Linked DNA regions of Arachis hypogaea: region 1 is linked to region 2. A link is a contact called in public Hi-C data. All regions are on one chromosome and are shown on one strand. The core of a region is the stretch at or near the end of the contact, and the rest is flanking DNA. Distances in the headings are between cores, read along the strand shown. Region 1 overlaps LOC112720473 (zeaxanthin epoxidase, chloroplastic). Region 2 has its middle 28 kb from the start of LOC112720471.

Region 1 (2,700 bases), core at 69-2,568, 71 kb after region 2:
CAATAACTAAAAAAAAAAAATTAAAAAAACTCACCTTGGCCGCAGAGTAGAGAAGAAGGATGCAGAGGGAGACAGAAAGCAGACGGCGACAAGTAGGGAGGGGCTGTTAGCCGGGACAGTGAAGAGCGTCTAGAGCTGACCATGAGAGATATTCTGTTTGTAGTCTGGAGCGCCTACCTCGTTGTGGAGCTGTTGGTGGGCCTTGGAGTCGCCGGCGAGTGCGGCAGGCTCGAGAGCGATGACGATGACGATGGAATAGTGGGGAGTGGTTGACGGAGCGCTTGAAAACAGTGGAAAAGTGCGAAATCTGGACGGCGAAGTCGGAGAACACCTCGATTTTGTGGTAGTGAGGAGAAGTAGATTGGGAGTCTGAAAGACTAGGTTAGGAAGGGGCAACCGGCACGGCACCGAAATAGAGGCCGGCGACAGAGAGGGTTGAGAAACACTTGCCTCTGCAGTTGTGAGTGAGAGAAGGGGAAGGGAAAGAGCAGGTTGGGAAAGGGGAAGGGGAAGGGAAAGGGTTGGGGAAGGAAAAGGGAAGGCTCGGGAAAGGGTAGGGCTTTAGGCTTTAGCGTTTTTTTTTATTAGACACAAAACTACGTCATTTCTAATGTTTCTGGTTTTTTTTTTCCCTCTAAACGACGTCGTTTTAAGATTTCGATAAATGGAGAATGCTTCAACGTCTACTATGAGTTCCAGAGTGCAACTTCGATGATGAATTTAAGTAATTATTAACTTCAAATATTACTTTAAGACTCGAATGCAACTTCAAATATTACTTTGAAATTTAACTCAGTGGCATGAAACAATTTACTTTTAATATATTTGAAACATTTTATGCTTACAAAGTACATTATATATTTTTTTAAAAATGAATGCTAAACCTAAAAGCCCCCAACCTAGAGTTTCCAGTGCTTTGCTAAGGTAGAAATAGTGCCCGCTCCGGGGTTTTATTCTTTTGTTTCTTGTCACAAAAATTCAACTTTTACAGCACTGTTTCATCCAAATCCTAGCATGAGTGTGAAAAGAGTCGAGTTCTCTCAACATGGTCCTGGTAATTCTGATGAGGTGGAGGAATTGATTTGTTTGGATGAAAAGGATGTCACAAAAGGGGGTTGATGCTTGCTCTAAGAGTCTAATAGGGAGGCTTTTTGCTGATAAAGCCTTTTCTTTTTTCTTGGTATTAACTGATAAAGCCTTTTTTATTGATACCTTAGACAATGCTCTACGTGAAATTTGTTAGAGACTAGAGGGGTTCAGGATAGTAGATCTGGGTGATAATTAGTTTCAGTTTTTTTTTTTTTTTTTTGATAAAGTGGAGTCGCTCAGAATTGGGAAAGGGTCTCTTTTGTTATTTAACAACTACGTCTTGCACACTCGTAGGTGGGCTGAAGTGGAGGACATAGAGGACAAGAGAATTAAATCCTTCCCCATAAATACCAAAAAAAAACCCTCCCCCATATGGATTCAATTCTGGGAGATGCTGGAGAGATTGAAAACAATGAAGGCTGGAATGAAACTGGGAGTATAATAATCAAAATCGAACGAGGATCAAACTAGTCAGATTATTAGATTACTGGATCATTGGTTCAATCATTAGGCCATCAGTTAAATCAATTGACCTGATTATAATTAATATATAAAATTCTACCTCTTCTTTTCATAAGAAGTATTTTTAGTTGTTTTTGTTTGTATCAAATTAAAATTTTGCACTTCAAGTATTTTATTGAAAAGAGATGTAGAAATAATAATAAATAGATAAAATATGTTAGTTATTAAGAAAAATAATAGTTTTTCTAAAATTTATAGATATAATTTAATCAATTTTATAAAAAATTGCATCTCATAAGACAAATGACATGCTAGCTAAGCTGCAAGTTGGTACTCTTCCTTACAAAAGGGGCTAGGTATGAAACTTATCAGGCATTGTATGACTCGTCGATTCGGTTTAAACTGAATTTCAGCTTTTCTTATTAGGTTTGACTAGTTCAATTATTGAAACGGTCTTAAACCTAAATTGGACTGATTTGAGATTTGGTTCACCAGTTTTTTAGTCGAATCAACCAGTTAAAAATCTTCATTTTTCATCCAATTATACTCTTTACTAAAGAAATTCCCGCTATTTTCTTTACCAAAATATAGATTTTGGCATTTTCTTTGCTACCCTTGTTATTAACTTATTATCTTCAGTGAGTAATGCTCCCGCTTGTAAACGGATAACCACAAAATTATAAGAATATGAATCTCTAAAAATACTGTCTTTTTACATATCAAAGTGTTGAACGAAGTGCCTATGGGAGGCAACAACCAACGACTACCTAAGAATTATTGAACAATTTGGTGCCGTTGCAAAATACTCTCTATTCTAAAAAGAGTGCATACAGAAGCTATACAATTCTAAGTATTTGGCTGTATAACATTTTCTTTGACTTACAAATATTTACCTAAACACAGCCATTCACACTTTCATGAGAATTTGTTCTCCTTTCTTCTCAGATATTCTTGGTACTGATCTAGTCACCTTAATGCGGAACGAAGCCTGCAAAATAACTTGGATGCTTAGATATGTCATAGGAAATTAGGTATGCACTATGCAACAGCTATACAAACTTGCACATTTTTCAGGCAAGAGTAATGTATTTGGAAGTTGGATACTCATATACACAAAAAGAATATGAACCTAATGGTAATTGGATCTTT
Region 2 (2,700 bases), core at 57-2,556:
GAGTAAAGTTGACAAAATCTACTTAATTCAATACAAAATAAACCATAAAATAGTGGTTTATCACCGGCGTTCCTCCCCTTTTTTGCACACACGCCCGACGGTAGCTCTCCAAGCCCGGCGTCCAAATAAATCCTGAATGTGAAATTGAGCCACACCCAAACGCCTAGTGTTCATCAACCTCAACTCCCAAGATGCAACATTATTAAGGCCCAATCTTAATTATACAAATCATAAGAAGCATTAATCTCATCCAAAAATTCAAGATTTAAGAGATTAGTTATCATTAATTCCTTCTAGAAAGAGAAAGATTTGGATGTTAGGATTTGTTTCTAGATTAGATTTGAATTATTGTTAAGATTTTAATTGAATTTAAGTAGGTAGTTATCTCATCTTTTCTAAAGATAAGATTAGAGTTAATTTTTGAATTTGAATTTTAGATAGAACTTTGGATATAAATAAGTAAACAAGGTTCACAAGAGAGAGTAATCGGGAGGAGGATCTTCGGATCCCAATCCATCAGATCACACTGATGACTTGCATCATCTACCTATTTGCTCATAGAGTTTTTTGTCAAAAAAATGAGTGCTCTCTCACTGAAATAATGCAATATTGATGGATATATCATGAATTTTTGGAATACTACTTTGAATATGTGTCTTGCATGAATTTCAGGAGAAAAGAGAAGCAAAGAAGATGAAAAAAAGAAAAAGAGGCAGGGCGTGTCAACAGCGTGCCAACTGGCGTGGCACGCTGGGCCAGAAAACCAGAGAGCATCATGGATGAAGTTAAAGCTGGCGTGCCTGACAAACCCCATTTGTAGGGTTTATCTTGTATTGATTTTTGGGGATTTTATCACCTTTTACCCATATTTATTCAAGAAATAGCATGGTTTTGTATATTCTCCTTTAATTGTGCTTGAATGTGAAAACATGCTTTTTAGGACTCAAAATAGCTAAATTTAATTCACCTTGATTCTATTAGATGCCTTGATATGTTTGTTAAGTGATTTAAGGTTTAGTGCCCTGGGCGTGTCCCTAGGCGTGGCACGCCCACTCTCCAATAGGGGCGTGCCCTGAGTGTGGCCCTGGCATGGCACGCTGGACCAAAGTCATAGAGGAGACCCTGGAACTCATTATCAAGGGCGTGCCACTCAGCGTGTTATATGGCGTGGCACGCCAAGCTTACAAGTGAAGGCATGACAAGGGCGTGCACGAAGGAGTGGCATGCCAATCTCTTATACTAAGCGTGTTTCCAGGTGTGGCACGCTGGGCTTAGTTTCGAGAAAGAGGGTTTTGAGTTAAGCAACAAGGGCGTGTCCACGAGAGTATCAAGAGCATGGCGCGCCAATCTTTCAACAAAGGCGTGTCCACGGGCGTGCCAAGGGCGTGGCACGCTGTGCTAAAATTCCAAAAGCACTCCCAGACCTCTCCAACAAAGGCGTGTCTTCTGGCATGTAGTATGAAGTGCCACGCCAAGACTACATGAGTGAGCGTACCAGTGGGCGTGCTTGAAGGCGTTGCACGCCAATTTATCACAAAGGGTGTGTCAAGGGCATGCTAAGGGCGTGGCACACCAGGCATCCAGAGCAGAAGAAACTCAAGTCAAGGGGCGTACCAAAGGGCATGTGCTATGGCGCCCCACGCTGGTGTGCAAAGTCAGCGTGCCACTGGACGTGCTCGAAGGCATGGCACGCTGGGCTTAAGTTCCACGGAGTGTTCCAGGAGCCATCACAATGGGCATGCCAGCAAGCGTATCCTAGGCGTGGCATTCCAGTTCTAATCCTTGAGCGTGGGAATGGACGTGAAGCTTCAGAGTGGTACGCCAACAATACTGGCGTGTTAGAGAGCGTGTCCTAGGCGTGGCACGCTGGGCCAACACTACAGAGGGAAATCTAAGGGTTCCAAAGCAAGGTGTGCTAGCCAAGTGGGGTGCCAAGTCTGTTTACGCTGGCGTTCCACTGAGCGTGTACTATGGCATGACACGCCAGGTAACAAGTGCAGAATTTAAGCACTGGGCATGCTCGAAAGCGTAGGACGCCACTCAACATACCCCCAATCAGCAGAAAAGGTTCAGTACCATTTAGTTAGTGAGAAAATTTTAATTGTAATTTTTGAATTTACAAGTTAGAATTAGGAGTAGTATATAAACCCCAGGAAGGTGCTTTATTAGGGGGGGATCTTCTTTTCCCACTTCTGACTTCCATCTTACTTTCCATCTCTTGTACCTTTCCTGAGCTATGAGTAGCTAACTTCTTCCTCATTGGGGGAAGGAGCTCTATTGTACTTGGATGGATGAATAGTGTATTTTATTCTCTTCTTCTCTTCATCTCTTATTTGATTTGCTAGAAAGATATTCGTTCTTAATTCAAGGATTCAATTGTCTTGAGAAAGAAATTGAGTTCTCATGGATTCTATCTGAGCCTTGGAAAAGGGATCATAGAATCTTGCTTGAATTTCTTTCTCACAATTGACTAGATCTGGGTTTGGGTTTGATATAGTGACATGTAATCATCCTAAAACTTGGGTCTATAAGATTGTTTGGCTTTAAATCAAGAACCAATCTTCATCTCTTCTCATGAGCAATTAGATCAAGGAATTGGCAATTGATCAAGTTAAGAGAGATTGAATTGCCAAGGAATTGGAATTCAATCACTTATGATTTGCCAAGAGATCAATGAGTTCCATGATTGAAGATGAGATG

The links. Hi-C and Micro-C count contacts between places; a contact is called where the count stands out from the background.
Region 1: a contact with region 2 is called in a Hi-C map of leaf, with 1.9 times the contacts expected there. The contact joins two enhancer-like sites. A contact is called at or near these places in 2 of 8 Hi-C or Micro-C datasets (both in leaf).

The regions. Positions count from the first base shown.
Region 1 is chr11:18,766,848-18,769,547 of arahy.Tifrunner.gnm2.J5K5, forward strand. It overlaps LOC112720473 (zeaxanthin epoxidase, chloroplastic), which reads right to left. Exons shown (of 16, transcript XM_025771425.3): 16 at 2,229-2,539. The coding sequence ends at 2,459. Among protein-coding and RNA genes, the nearest start is that of LOC112720473, 6.6 kb to the right of the region's middle. Within about 2 kb of position 1,319, at least 3 of the 3 cell types and tissues checked have open chromatin away from gene starts, as enhancers often do.
Region 2 is chr11:18,695,500-18,698,199 of arahy.Tifrunner.gnm2.J5K5, forward strand. No RefSeq gene overlaps it. Among protein-coding and RNA genes, the nearest start is that of LOC112720471, 28 kb to the left of the region's middle. Within about 2 kb of position 1,307, at least 1 of the 3 cell types and tissues checked has open chromatin away from gene starts, as enhancers often do.